2 separate regions of the Sus scrofa genome follow, and region 1 is linked to region 2. A link is a contact called in public HiChIP or PLAC-seq data. All regions are on one chromosome and are shown on one strand. Each heading gives the region's core, a stretch centred on a gene start, on an enhancer-like site or on the middle of the called end of the contact. The rest is flanking DNA. Distances are from core to core; before and after follow the strand shown.

Region 1 (5,949 bases), core at 843-3,342, 370 kb before region 2:
ATTGCTTTATATGATTTCCCATGTACACTCCAGTGCAGCCCTAGAGACCAGGTTAGTCAAAAGATATCTGCTGATTATTTATGGATGCTTGTGATGTCACCAAAATCACCATGTTCCCTTCACTTTTAAATTTTTTAGAAAGGCACAAAATCACTCTAACACAAATCTTTCATTCGAAGCCATAAACCGTTCGGTTTAAAATATTTCTGAATGTGTGTGAATATTGTTCTACACTGTCATCCTGAGAACTACTGAGAGCAGGATTGGGGAATATTTCCATTTCTGGCCAAGACTGGGCATGACCAGGGCAACCCTGTCAGACAATAAATCAGCTACAGGTGTCACCGCCTGTGTCAGAGGTTTGAGCTTTGCTTCCCTGAAATAGGAACTGTTTATATTACCTGCACTTGTAATAACATCCTGCCACAGGGACCTGCATTAACACGACTTTTACACTACCCAGAGATCTGACATCAGCTTGTACTGTGGAAAAAACATCTCTGATTAAATTCTCTGCATTAAGGTTTCTGCCCCTCCCAAGAACAAACAAAGCAGTGGCCCGGGAGCCACGACCAGCTGACTCCAACGGGGAACTGAGAAATCATTTTGGCAAAATAAAAACCGTTTTGGAAAACAAGTTGTTCTCCCCCAAAGAAGCCCTAGTGCCTAGTGTTCAATTTTGAACGGTTTCTGACAAGGACTTGACATTGCCTAGAAACCTTCCCAACACTGGGAAGTGTCTGAGAAAGAAGGAGCTGTCACCTCTGAAGTCACTTCTGGGCCTTCCTGGTTGACTTCTATGTGAACTCGGTCTTCCAAACACAAGAAACTGAAAGAACTGAGAACTGAGGGAGTCATTTGTCAGGATGCACCCAGTCATGTCAAGGTCTAAATTTGACAACCTGACAGGGACAGGGCCATTCACCAGGATCTGCCACTTGGCACTCTTCCACTGAGTAGATGGACCAAAGAACTGCGCACTTTTTCCAGTACTGGCAAGATGCCGGGATCCTGAGGAAGGCGGCCCCTTGGCGCCCGGGTCCCCAGGTGCACCCGCTGCGCTGGCCCCACCCGTCAGCCTTGCCGGGCCCTGGGTGAGCACTCTGTGGTCTGGGAGCCCTACCACTCCCCCACCACCAGCGCTCGCAGGGCGCACAGACCTGCCGCTCCTCGGCTTGAAGCTCGTACTCCTCTTGTACCCGCAGCAGCTCGTTTTCCAGCAGCGCTCGCAGCTGCTCCAACTCGAGCGCCTCGCGCCGCAGCGCCTCCGCCTCCTGCGCGCACAGCCGCGTCTCTTCCTCGGCCTCGCGCCGGCTCTCCTGGCCGCGCCGCAGCGCCTCCTCCAGCTCGCGCACCTCTTCCTCGTACAGCTGCACGGTCTCCCGCCACGACTCGGCCACTAGCAGTGCGTAGCTGTCGTGCACTTCCCTCAGGCGCGGCGGGGGTGCGGCAGGGCCGGTGGCGCGGGCGCGATAGCGCAGAGTCAGGCCAGCGGAGCGCGCGCGCAGCTCCCGCACATCGCGTTCATGGGCCGCGTCAAGGCCGCGGCGCTCGGCCTGCAGCCGGCCCAACAGCGCCTCGAGAGCGGCGCGCGCACCTAGCTCCTCCTGAAGCTCCCGCCGCTGAGCGTCCAGCTCGGCATCCAGACGGCCGCGGGCGGCGCGCGCCTCTTCGCCCAGCAGCTGCAGTTCCCGCAATTCGCGCCGCAGCGCGTCGCGCTCGCCCTCGGCCAGCGCCGTGGCCCAGCTCAGTTCGTCCAGCTGCTGCCGCAAGCTGCACGCCTCCTCCGCGAAGCGGGCCTGCGCCTCGGCCCACAGGCCCTCGTGGCCCCGCCGGCTGCGCAGCTCCTCCTCCAGGAGCAGGTTTTCGCGCTCCAGCTCCCGCACTCGGCACACATAGTCGTAGAGCCGGGCGTTGAGCTCCTGCAGCTCAGCCTTCTCGGAGCCCGTCTGCAGCCGCCAGGATAGCATCTTGATGGTGTGCGGGGCTCTCCTGGCGGGCCGGTTCCCTCCTGCCCTGGTCTTGTCCCCTCCGCCGCGCCGCTCCCGCCCCGCCGCTGCTCCCGAGGCCCGCAGACTGGGGCGGGAGTTGGCGAGCGAGCGGCACTTACCAGGGTGGGCGGGAGGGAGTGGCCGCGGGCCACGTCCTCTAGCCAATCAGAGTGCGGCCCGGCGCGGCCAGTGTGGCCGGACAGCGCCTCCTGGCGGAATGACCGTGAGGCCGCGCGGCTGCCCAACCCAGGGCCAGGCTGTCCGGAGCCCTCTAAGCTGGCTCTCGCATATCGGCAGGCAGGGTTCTCAGAAGGGGTACTGAGGGTTCCTCGTTATTCTCCTCCTCCCATTCACCCAGATGCACATCGTCACCTGGCCCTTGTTCGTCAGGCCACACAGCTGCTGTAATGTCAGCATCCAGACCTCTCTGGAAATCCCATCAGTACGAGCGTCTCTCATAGGCCACACTGGGGCACCAGGGCACTGTGGGGCGGCCAACAGTAGCCTGGACTCAACCTGTAGCCATTGTTCTCAATTCTTCAGTTCTCCACGTTAGGGAGGTAGGAGAGCCTTCTCAGGGACCAGTGGCTCTCCCAAGAGGATGCTTTGCTCAGACTCATTAGGTTTTCTTTCATGCCCTTCAAGGTCTTGCATTTTGAAACTCAAAACTTTCCCCATACTTATGCTTTATGTTTCTGAGAAACATCTTCTATAGACTATTGCTGCTCAGTTTGGGAAAGAGTTATAGAGCACCAGGAAATAGCAGGAGGATAACATAAAGTCCCACCACGGTTAATCTTTCAAAATCATACCCTGATGCATCATAGTTAATCCTCACAAAACTGTAGCTCAGAGAAGTTGAGCAACTTGATTAAGGACACATAGTTCCTAAATATGGGAATAGAAGTATTAGACGTTGTGACTGCAGAAGCAGACTTGAGCAGGCAGTGTCCAACCAGGAAAGAGAAAAACACTCAAAGGGAAGGGAATGATTTAACGGGGTGAAATGAGACTACTTACAAAGGGGTGGATGTGATGGGGAAGCCGCGGGAATCAGAAAGACCCAGAAGCCACTAGCCCCCTAGAGGCAGAAGGAGGGAACAGTGTTGAGGAGCAGGAGCTGTAGCATGCATCCTAGGAGGAAGAGAAGGAAAAATCCAACCCTTCTCTCTTCTTGCTCTCCCGCTCCTGCCAGTGCCTATTGCTGCAGAACCCAGAAGTCACCGGGACTGGCAGTGGCGTGCTGGCTTGTGAAAGCTACCTGTTAAATTATCAGGAATTTTGTGAGCTAGTTGTTAAAAGCTATTATTAAAAATAACACTAGCCAGATATTATTAAAAAATAAATTATAGAGGATTACCATTAATTATTCAAAAAGGAAATAAAACTTAAAATATATCACTTCCTAATTATTTTACTGCTCTTTACTATTATCTGTTCTTGAAGTTATGGATGTCTAATATCCTTGTAAGATGGAATGCTATATAACCCATGCTCCTGGAGTTCCCGTCGTGGCGCAGTGGTTAACGAATCCAACTAGGAACCATGAGGTTGCAGGTTCGATCCCTGCCCTTGCTCAGTGGGTTAACGATCCGGCGTTGCCGTGAGCTGTGGTGTAGGTCGCAGACACGGCTCGGATCCTGCGTTGCCGTGGCTCTGGCGTAGGCTGGCAGCTACAGCTCCGATTCGACCCCTAGCCTGGGAACCTCCATATGCCGCAGGAGCGGCCCAAGAAATGGCAAAAAGACCAAAAATAAAATAAAAAAATAAAAAAATAAATAACCCATGCTCCTGAGTGGCTACCCACCTCTGTGCTTGCTGACATTGTATTGGTAGCATGAGTATTTACACTGCAGAAATCAGTAGATTTTTTGTTAATTGTCAACTTGATTCATTATTCTACCGACAGCCAAGACTTACTTAAAGAATTGATGGAGAACATGTTAGTAATGAAGATGAAACTCAGTGTGTTATGTCTGTAGCTACTGAATTTTGAATATTACAAAAATTTGAGGAAATATAGTTCAGTGTTTCAAAGCTATTATTCGAGTTAGCAAAGAAGTCACTTCTTGCTGAGAACAAAATTTCTTAGTTATTTCACCTTTATCTTTCTTGTCGAGGTAAATACAAATACCAACCAACATTCATGTCATGCTACACTCATTTGTCAATTACAACTACAGATTGTCTAGGGACACCAGAGTTCTGCAAAAATCAATGAAAGCATTCTGCAGGAATCAATTTGCTGTATGGAATTTATGATAAGAAGTATTGTGCTTCTATTATCATTTGTCATAAAAATGTAAAAGTGCTCTGACATTGCTCCCATATTAACAAATACACTTTTCTATTAGTAGCTTAAAGCAAAAAAGCCCTGCAGTCTTCATTTTAATTTAGTCATTTTACTTTGAATTTTTAAAATTGTCTGTAAATATTGTTTCCTAGAATTGGCCCAATATAGAAGAAAGTGCACCCCAGTGCGATAAAACTATGGTGTAGATTTTTCTTGTAATCACAGCCCCCTTTGGCAGGCTAAACACCTCCAGGATTATCTACCTCACCTGTTACCATTTCCAATGAAAACGGAACTCGGAGATATCAGAGAACTGGAGAGAAAATTACATTTCAACCTCACTTACTGATTTCAGTAGACTAATAGATGCTTGTTGTCAGGAGTATCAAGGAAGGGCCATGGCTCTAAGTGCCCTGAAGGAGAGCGAGAATTTCCTCAACCTCCCAGCAGGGGGCGCTGCTGAGGATGGCGCGCACAGAAAGAGCTCCAGGGCCACTTCAGTCTAGGGTCCCCTCCTCCACCTTGCGCAGAAGGTGGGAGGATGGGGAGCAGTGCCCGCCCCCAGGCCTAGTCTCACTGGACGCCCCTGAAGCGGGAGGGCTGCCCTGAAGCAAGAGGGTGCAAGAGGACCACCCTCTTTCGTCAGTCCTTGCACTAGGCTGGGGAAGTGGAAATAGTTGGTCTTTTCTCTACTTGGAGAGCTTGGAGCTCCAAGTGTGGTGGAACAATTGGGGGCAGGGAGGTAAGAATTAATGGATTTCCCCCAAATAATTCATCAACCCCCCCCCCACTTCACATCCGTTGCATAAGGGGAGGCAGGCAAAAAAAAAAGGTATTCCTGACTATGATCTTAAAAATGCACGTTGTAAAGGCTTGGAGACCACTTCTAGCTAGACTAGATGTTGGGGAGTAAATCCTGAGGGATGGCAGAGCAGGAGGCTGAGGAGAGTTGGGGTTCCCAGCAGATAAGAAAGGATCCACTTAGATCAGGGATTGTGGGAAGTGATGAAAGCACAAAAGTTCCTCGAGAGGCTCCCCAGAGGGGACCATTGTGCCCCTTTCTGAGCAGAGCCCCAAGGAGATCAAAACACCAGCTCTTTTCATTCTTTCTTTTCTTCTTTCTTTCTTTCTGTTATAGTTGATTAACAATGTTCTATCAATTTTTGCTGTACAGCAACGTGACCCAGTTACACAAATATATACATTCTTTTTCTTACATTATTCTCCATCATGTTCTATCACAAGTGATTAGATATAGTTCCCTGTGCTATACAGCAGGATCTCATTGCTTATCAGCAAATCACCAGCTCAATTGCAGGTCCAGGAGCAGAGGTCCTGTGCAGGCTTCCTCAGTGCATTCTTGGGGAGATAGCAGGCCTGATGTGAAGGGCTGCATCCTAGGCCAGGAGAGCCTTTCTGAAGTGCCTGCATCCCCCATGAGTGAAGCCAGGAGCCTGAGCACATGCTCAGAAGTGGCAGAGGACCTAAGGGAGCCATTCAGACAGGGATGGGGTAACTCCAGCAGGTCCCCAGCCACTCTCAGATGCCTCTGTGCAAATTATAAAAAGGTAGATGAGGGAACCCGTAGGTTCATGGCCTAGTCAGTGGCTGCTTCCTTGGTACAAAGGAAAAAAAAGTCCCTTCCTTAGGGTAGAAGCACCCCTG
Region 2 (5,736 bases), core at 659-3,158:
AGTCGGTGGGCAAACAAATGGAGTGGAGATCCCTCTTGGATCTGTCCTCCTGGTTCCCTTCTCCACTAGTACAGGAAGGAGCCTCTCTGTCCTCTCTCTCAGTTAGGTGGTTTGTGTGTGTCTCTCAAGTGCCCACGCCCCTCCTGGAGGCAGCCCCAGGAGCTGCCCAGCTTGGGGGAGCAGCGCCTCCCTGGCAGCTGCAGATTTTTCTCGCTAAGGTCCTTTGAGACTTTATGGTGAGGCCAGAATGAGGAGTGGATTGTGATTCAAGTCAAACCAGATGGGGAGTTACCGTTACCACGAGATACATTATCCTGGGCAAAATACTCCCTCTATGGAAAATGCATGTTCACTGCTTATTTCTTGTCAAGTGAGCTTAATATCATCTCAGTTTTTATACACACACACACACTCTTCCAAACAGCTCTGAGTGAGATCACAGCTCCAGGAACTTGAGATCAGAAGGTCTAACAGGGCATCTGATATACCTCTGTGCCATGGAGGGCACATTGTGTAAGGAAACAATTTTTAGTACTGGGGTTTAAAAGCACTTCTGAAAAGACAGAACTAGAAAATTTAGAGGAAGGGAAGGTCAACCAAAATGGCTCTTGCTCCGGTTTGAGAGTTGTTAAACCCTAAGAAGGAGAATAAATAGCAGAAACAAACCATTTTGGTTTTGCACAGAACAAAAATGATGTGAAGCTGCAAGTCAGCAGTTCTAGCCCAGCAGCTCTAAAGGAACACCCATTCGTGTTTGCTTTTCTGGGGTATCCTTGGTCGTCTCCCCACTGTGGGTTCCTTTTGTCTTGGTGCAGCCCCAGTTCAGAGCGAGGACGGGCAGCAGGCATCCCAAGCCCTCCCCGCCTCGCCTTGCCTCGCCTCGCCTCGGTGGACCAAGGTTGTTTACTACTTTCTACTCGGAGTAGCACGCCAATCACGACGGCCCGCCCTCCTCCCTGTCCAATCGGCTCGTTGGGAAAGTCCACCTTTCCGCGGGGGCTGGGCAGCGACTGGCTGGGGCAGCTGTCAGTCAAGCGGGCATCCCGCAAGGATGCAGCAGGAGTATTAGGGACTCGATCACCAGAGCTGAGGAGGAGTAACCTTCCCTATAAACAAGATGCCCCCCCCAATAAAGCAGGGCGGGGGTGGTGGTGGCGGGGGGGTGCACCGCAGCACAACCTAGCCCTGGGGCCCCACTGGAGCCGAGCGGGCTGAGCGCAGAGTCGGGGAATCCCTCCCTCCCTCCTCGCTCAGCCTCCCGCCCACCGCTGCAGTTGTAAACACGTTTCCCTCCATGTCTGTTTTCCCTTCTTTCTACCAGTGGCCATTACAGGCTGCTGTTTACCAAAATCTCGTCGGGCACATACCCTCCTCCTGGTCCCGTCCTCCATTGCCCGCGTCTCCCTGCCTTTATTCTGGCCTTTTTCTTTTCCTTCCCGCGGTCTTCAGACTAAAGGAGGCTAAGTTGCAACCAGGCTTGTTTTCCTTTTATTCCTGTCCATGTGGGACAAGTCACGCCTTGTCAACATGCACCATTTTCTGCGGAGATCATGCTTCCTTTTTAAATTGCGTGCATGGACTAGATTGATTTTGGTTAGGAACACTGCAGCTGAAACAGCTCTGGAAGGACTGGGTGGATTTTTTTGTTGTTACTGTTTCGGGACGCGGCAAATGCTGTTTTAATTCCGTGCTTCTTTCCAAGGTGGGTCTTGACTCCTTCACCCACTCCTAGATTTGAGATGTGTGCCCCCCGCCCCAAGACAGCATTGTGCTGAACTAAATGTTTTTGTACCTTATTCTGTGATGTGAATCAGGTTTCCCATTTCCAGCTGCACAATGTGGTTGTATTCAGTGTGATAGGGGCGTAGTGGACAGGAATTATTTGCGACAGGGCTGCCTGGAAGATGCGGAGTGGAGTTTGCGTGGCCTGGAGCAGCTCCAGTGTCTGAGGCTTCTCTGTTCCGTTACAGAGGCTCCAAGCAGGAAGCGTAGGCAAAATGGCAAAATACAGTATGTGGCATTCGGTTCAAAAATGCCTCCTTTTTAGGAGCTGGTGTTACACAGGACATCCAGTCCTCTTTAGCTTTTCTGCTCAGAAGAAAGAGAAAGTTTTCCATAAGATGGCTTGTTTGGGATATTTTGTGAGAGGCCCTATCACCAAAAAAAAGGAAAAAAAAATGATGATTTTGAGTTTCTGACTTGCTGAGTGGAGGTTAGGCCTCCTTCAGATGCCGAGTCACAGTCACGGAGCAAAAAGGCCTCTGCTTCTTGGTTTATAGGAATCGCAGAAACATACGTGGAGCTGCAGCCTGTGGGGGCAAGATGGAGCCTTCTGCCCATCTCAACCCTACAGCCTGTGTACTTTCTCAGCAGTGGGGCATTTGAGTTGCTTGTAGGGAATGTAAAGGGGGAAAGGTACATTGCAAATAAAATGTAAACAATATCTGTGGTTGTCCTGATTTCCAAGAGCCACTTCCAGGACCACTTAAGCCCAGGAAACAGGTCCTATTTCAAGTTATCCACCACATCTGATTTAGATTTCTCCCTCCTCCCACCCCCTCTCTTCTAGCTGTCCATTTGTACTCTCCCCTCCTAGGATGTTTTTTCTAGGTGATCAAATTAGTGTGTATTCATGTGTATCGTGGTAGTGTTGTGAGGATAGGTTCAGCTTTCACTTCATGACTTGAGAGAAGTGGTTCTGGGGCATCATTCCGTTACCAAAGGTGATGGAGAGGGCGAGGGCAGAGTCCTGCCTCAGGGCCGTGAAGTTCTTGGCACCGTCATCATCCGGCCTTGTGAAGTTACAAACTAGGCGATTGCTTGAAGTCAAAAAGACACTTCAGTATAAGGCGGAGTGCCGTCATGACCCGTGTTCCAGCTCTGGGCCCTTCTGCACTCACCTCTGTGAACCTAGGTTTCTGCCCCCCTCCCCCCCCAATCCCCACCTGGCCCTGGCAGGAGGTGGAAAGATGACCTCTATGCTGTGTTGAGAAGACTAAACGAAACATCTTAAGTAAGAAGTACCTGACTTGCAGAGGTGCCCAACTTGCCCTCTCTAGTAAATCTTCCTTCTTTTGGGGCCCCTCACATGGGCCTCCCACTTCTTCAGGGTGGCACGTTGAGCTCATCTTTCGCTGGGTTTCTGCATCACCTGCTCTTCTCTGGCCAGGTCAGCCTGTTCATTTTTCCATGCCAACAGCCTCTGTGCCAGTAAGTCACGTCTGAATAACCAAAGCATGTTTCCCTGCTGGAAGATGCCAGGGTAGGCTGGTCTGGGAGCCAAGTGGCTTTCTCCTGTTCAAATAAGCTTGGGAAGCAGGAGGGCCTGGCTGCTTTGCTCTTTAGTGGCTCGAGGCACGTTTGGAAACACCTTTAATCCCCACCCCAGAGTCGGATTGCCCCTTTCTTTCCCACATGACCGGGCTGTGAGTGCTTGGTGAGCTGACTTTAGCCTGCCTTGGCCTCTGTGTACCCTCGGAGCCTGCCAGCCTCCAGGCTACTCAGGGCTGCTATGACTACAGGGCATGTGGGGCTCCCAGCTGCCATCCTGAGCAACCTCCCTGGTTTTGGATGCCCCCTCCAACCCCTGTGCCCCCCCCCCCCCCGCCACAAACCCGCTCTATCTTCTAGAACCAACTTCAGATTGCCCCTCTGGGAGACATCCTCTTACCCCCACCACTGCACTAGCTTCTCACCCTCTTTTCTCACAAGTCTTATTCTCTGCACTCGTGGGACACTGATGCTATCTTTCGGGATGTCCTCCATGGTCTCATGTTCATCTTTTACTTTCTGGGCATCTCTCAAGCTGGGTGAGAGGCAGCGTCATATGATGGCACCCTGGGCTATGGAGCCAGACACACCGGCACCTTGGACACATGACTGACCCTCTGAGCATGTCTTTCCTCATCTGTAGAAAAGGGTGATAATACCTGTCCCTTAGGGGAGCCATGAAGATTAACTGTGCTTGGCACCAAGTTTGCTCCTAGTAGGCATTCAGTAAGTGTGAGCTATTGTCAGTGTTGTTTTTTTATGAGCCATACATGGAGATGTTACTAACATACATTTATAGGACCTCCTAGAGAATGGGAATTATGAAAAATCACTTACTAGGGAACCTCACTATTATTTGTTTACCTTTCCTCCATAAGGTCAGATGTCCTTTACTGTACTTATGGCCTGCTGTGTTCTATTTGGCCAACCCTTGGCAAATATTAAACAAACAAACAAACAAAAATGAGCCCCTCATGTGTATATATTTAAAACCTGTTGCTTTGTCAATAGTGATATTTTAATGAAAAAGAATAGTTATAGGTCAGACTTCTAGAACTTCTAATCTGAAGGAATTGGGCCAAACGGCAAAGTCTGAACCCCTTGACGACAGAGTTGTCTGACCAACACCTGGGGCCCAGTGGGTCCTTACAAAGCCATTGTCAAGTGTGTTTTTAAAATAATGGGAAGGAGTTCCCATCATGGTGCAGTGGAAATGAATCTGACTAGGAACCATGAGTTTGTGGGTTTGATCCCTGGCCTCGATCAGTGGGTTAAGGATCTGGTGTTGCTGTGAGCTGTGGTGTAGGTTGCAGACAAGGCTCGGATCCTGTGTTGCTGTGCCTGTGGTGTAGGCCAGCAGCTGTAGCTCCAATTTGACCCCTAGCCTGGGAACCTCCATGTGCGGCCCTAAAATCAAAAACAGTAGTGAAAAAATGATAACACTTGAAGTGCTGCCAGCCCCTCCCAGGGCCACACAGCTGGTCAGACTGCAGAAGCAGCCTGGCCTCTGACATGGGATGACCATGGTGGCCAAAGCATGAAGGTGCTGTGTAGTGGACAGGGGACAGGGTCACTGTGATTCCCTACTGTTGCTGCCACTGTTGGGGAAAGGTGGGGCATGCTGAGCTCTTCCCATTTCTGTGACCCAGTGGGCACCTTCCCCTATTCTGGGTAGCACTGAGCCATTAGGACTCTTGAGTTTTTGTTTAGCAAACATTTGTAGGATATAGGACAGATGCTCAGCTGGGTACAAAGGATGCAGAACCATACCCACATCTTTCCAGGACCACTATAGTCTTTCTCACCCAAGCAGGAACTGTACAACCTGATACTATGATAAGCGTGGTGCATAATTGTCACCAAGGGAATGTTTCCAGCTATATATACGTCTACAGATTTGTGACCTTCAGCAGGTCACTTAATTCCCTAAAACCTTGATTTCCTCCTCTTCATAGCAAGAAAATATTAGAGTATTCAGGGCAGATGAGATAACATATGTAAAATGCTTAGTGCTATCTATGCCTTTTGGAAGGAGCCATTGCTGAGTAGAGAAGGTATTGAACTGTAACATGCATACTTGCATGAATCTGTCTGCTGAGTTATTTTCAGTTTGCATCTGAAAATAAAGGGTGGATTGCTCTCCAAATATAAAAGAATTGGATCCAGTCTCTAAAAGGATGTTTGCTGTTCTTTAGAAAAATACCATTCTTCTTAAGTTTCATTCAATCATTCCACAAAAATCTGAGCATCTGTTTTGTCCCAAGCACTGTGCTTGTAATGGGTGTACAATAGCTAACAGAACACTTGCTTTCTGCTCATAGCAGGCTGACAGTTGGACAGGGAATGTAGACATTAAATAAAAAGAAGTGTGATGATGGCCATATAGGGGAAAGCCTGGTATGTGTTTTAATATGTAACACCTGCTATGTGTTTTAATTAAATGTATCTTGAGAAGGTCTTTTCATC

What was found. HiChIP or PLAC-seq counts read pairs in DNA pulled down with a chosen protein or histone mark.
Region 1: a contact with region 2 is called in an H3K27ac HiChIP or PLAC-seq map of skeletal muscle. The contact joins the promoter of SYNM here to the enhancer-like site in region 2. A contact is called at or near these places in 1 of 5 promoter capture datasets (fetal liver), 5 of 47 Hi-C or Micro-C datasets (adipocytes, embryonic fibroblasts, epiblast stem cells and 2 more) and 1 of 2 datasets of contacts at active chromatin or transcription factors (skeletal muscle).

The regions. Positions count from the first base shown.
Region 1 is chr1:137,851,787-137,857,735 of Sscrofa11.1, reverse strand. SYNM (synemin) reads right to left here and starts at 2,092. Exons shown (of 12, transcript XM_021098348.1): 1 at 1,161-2,092. The coding sequence starts at 1,970.
Region 2 is chr1:137,486,358-137,492,093 of Sscrofa11.1, reverse strand. The region is part of intron 2 of IGF1R (insulin like growth factor 1 receptor); the gene reads left to right. Among named protein-coding and RNA genes, the nearest start is that of PGPEP1L, 180 kb to the right of the region's middle. Within about 2 kb of position 1,908, at least 71 of the 83 cell types and tissues checked have an H3K27ac peak or open chromatin away from gene starts, as enhancers often do. A contact at or near this core is called in embryonic fibroblasts, fetal liver and skeletal muscle, where this site is marked.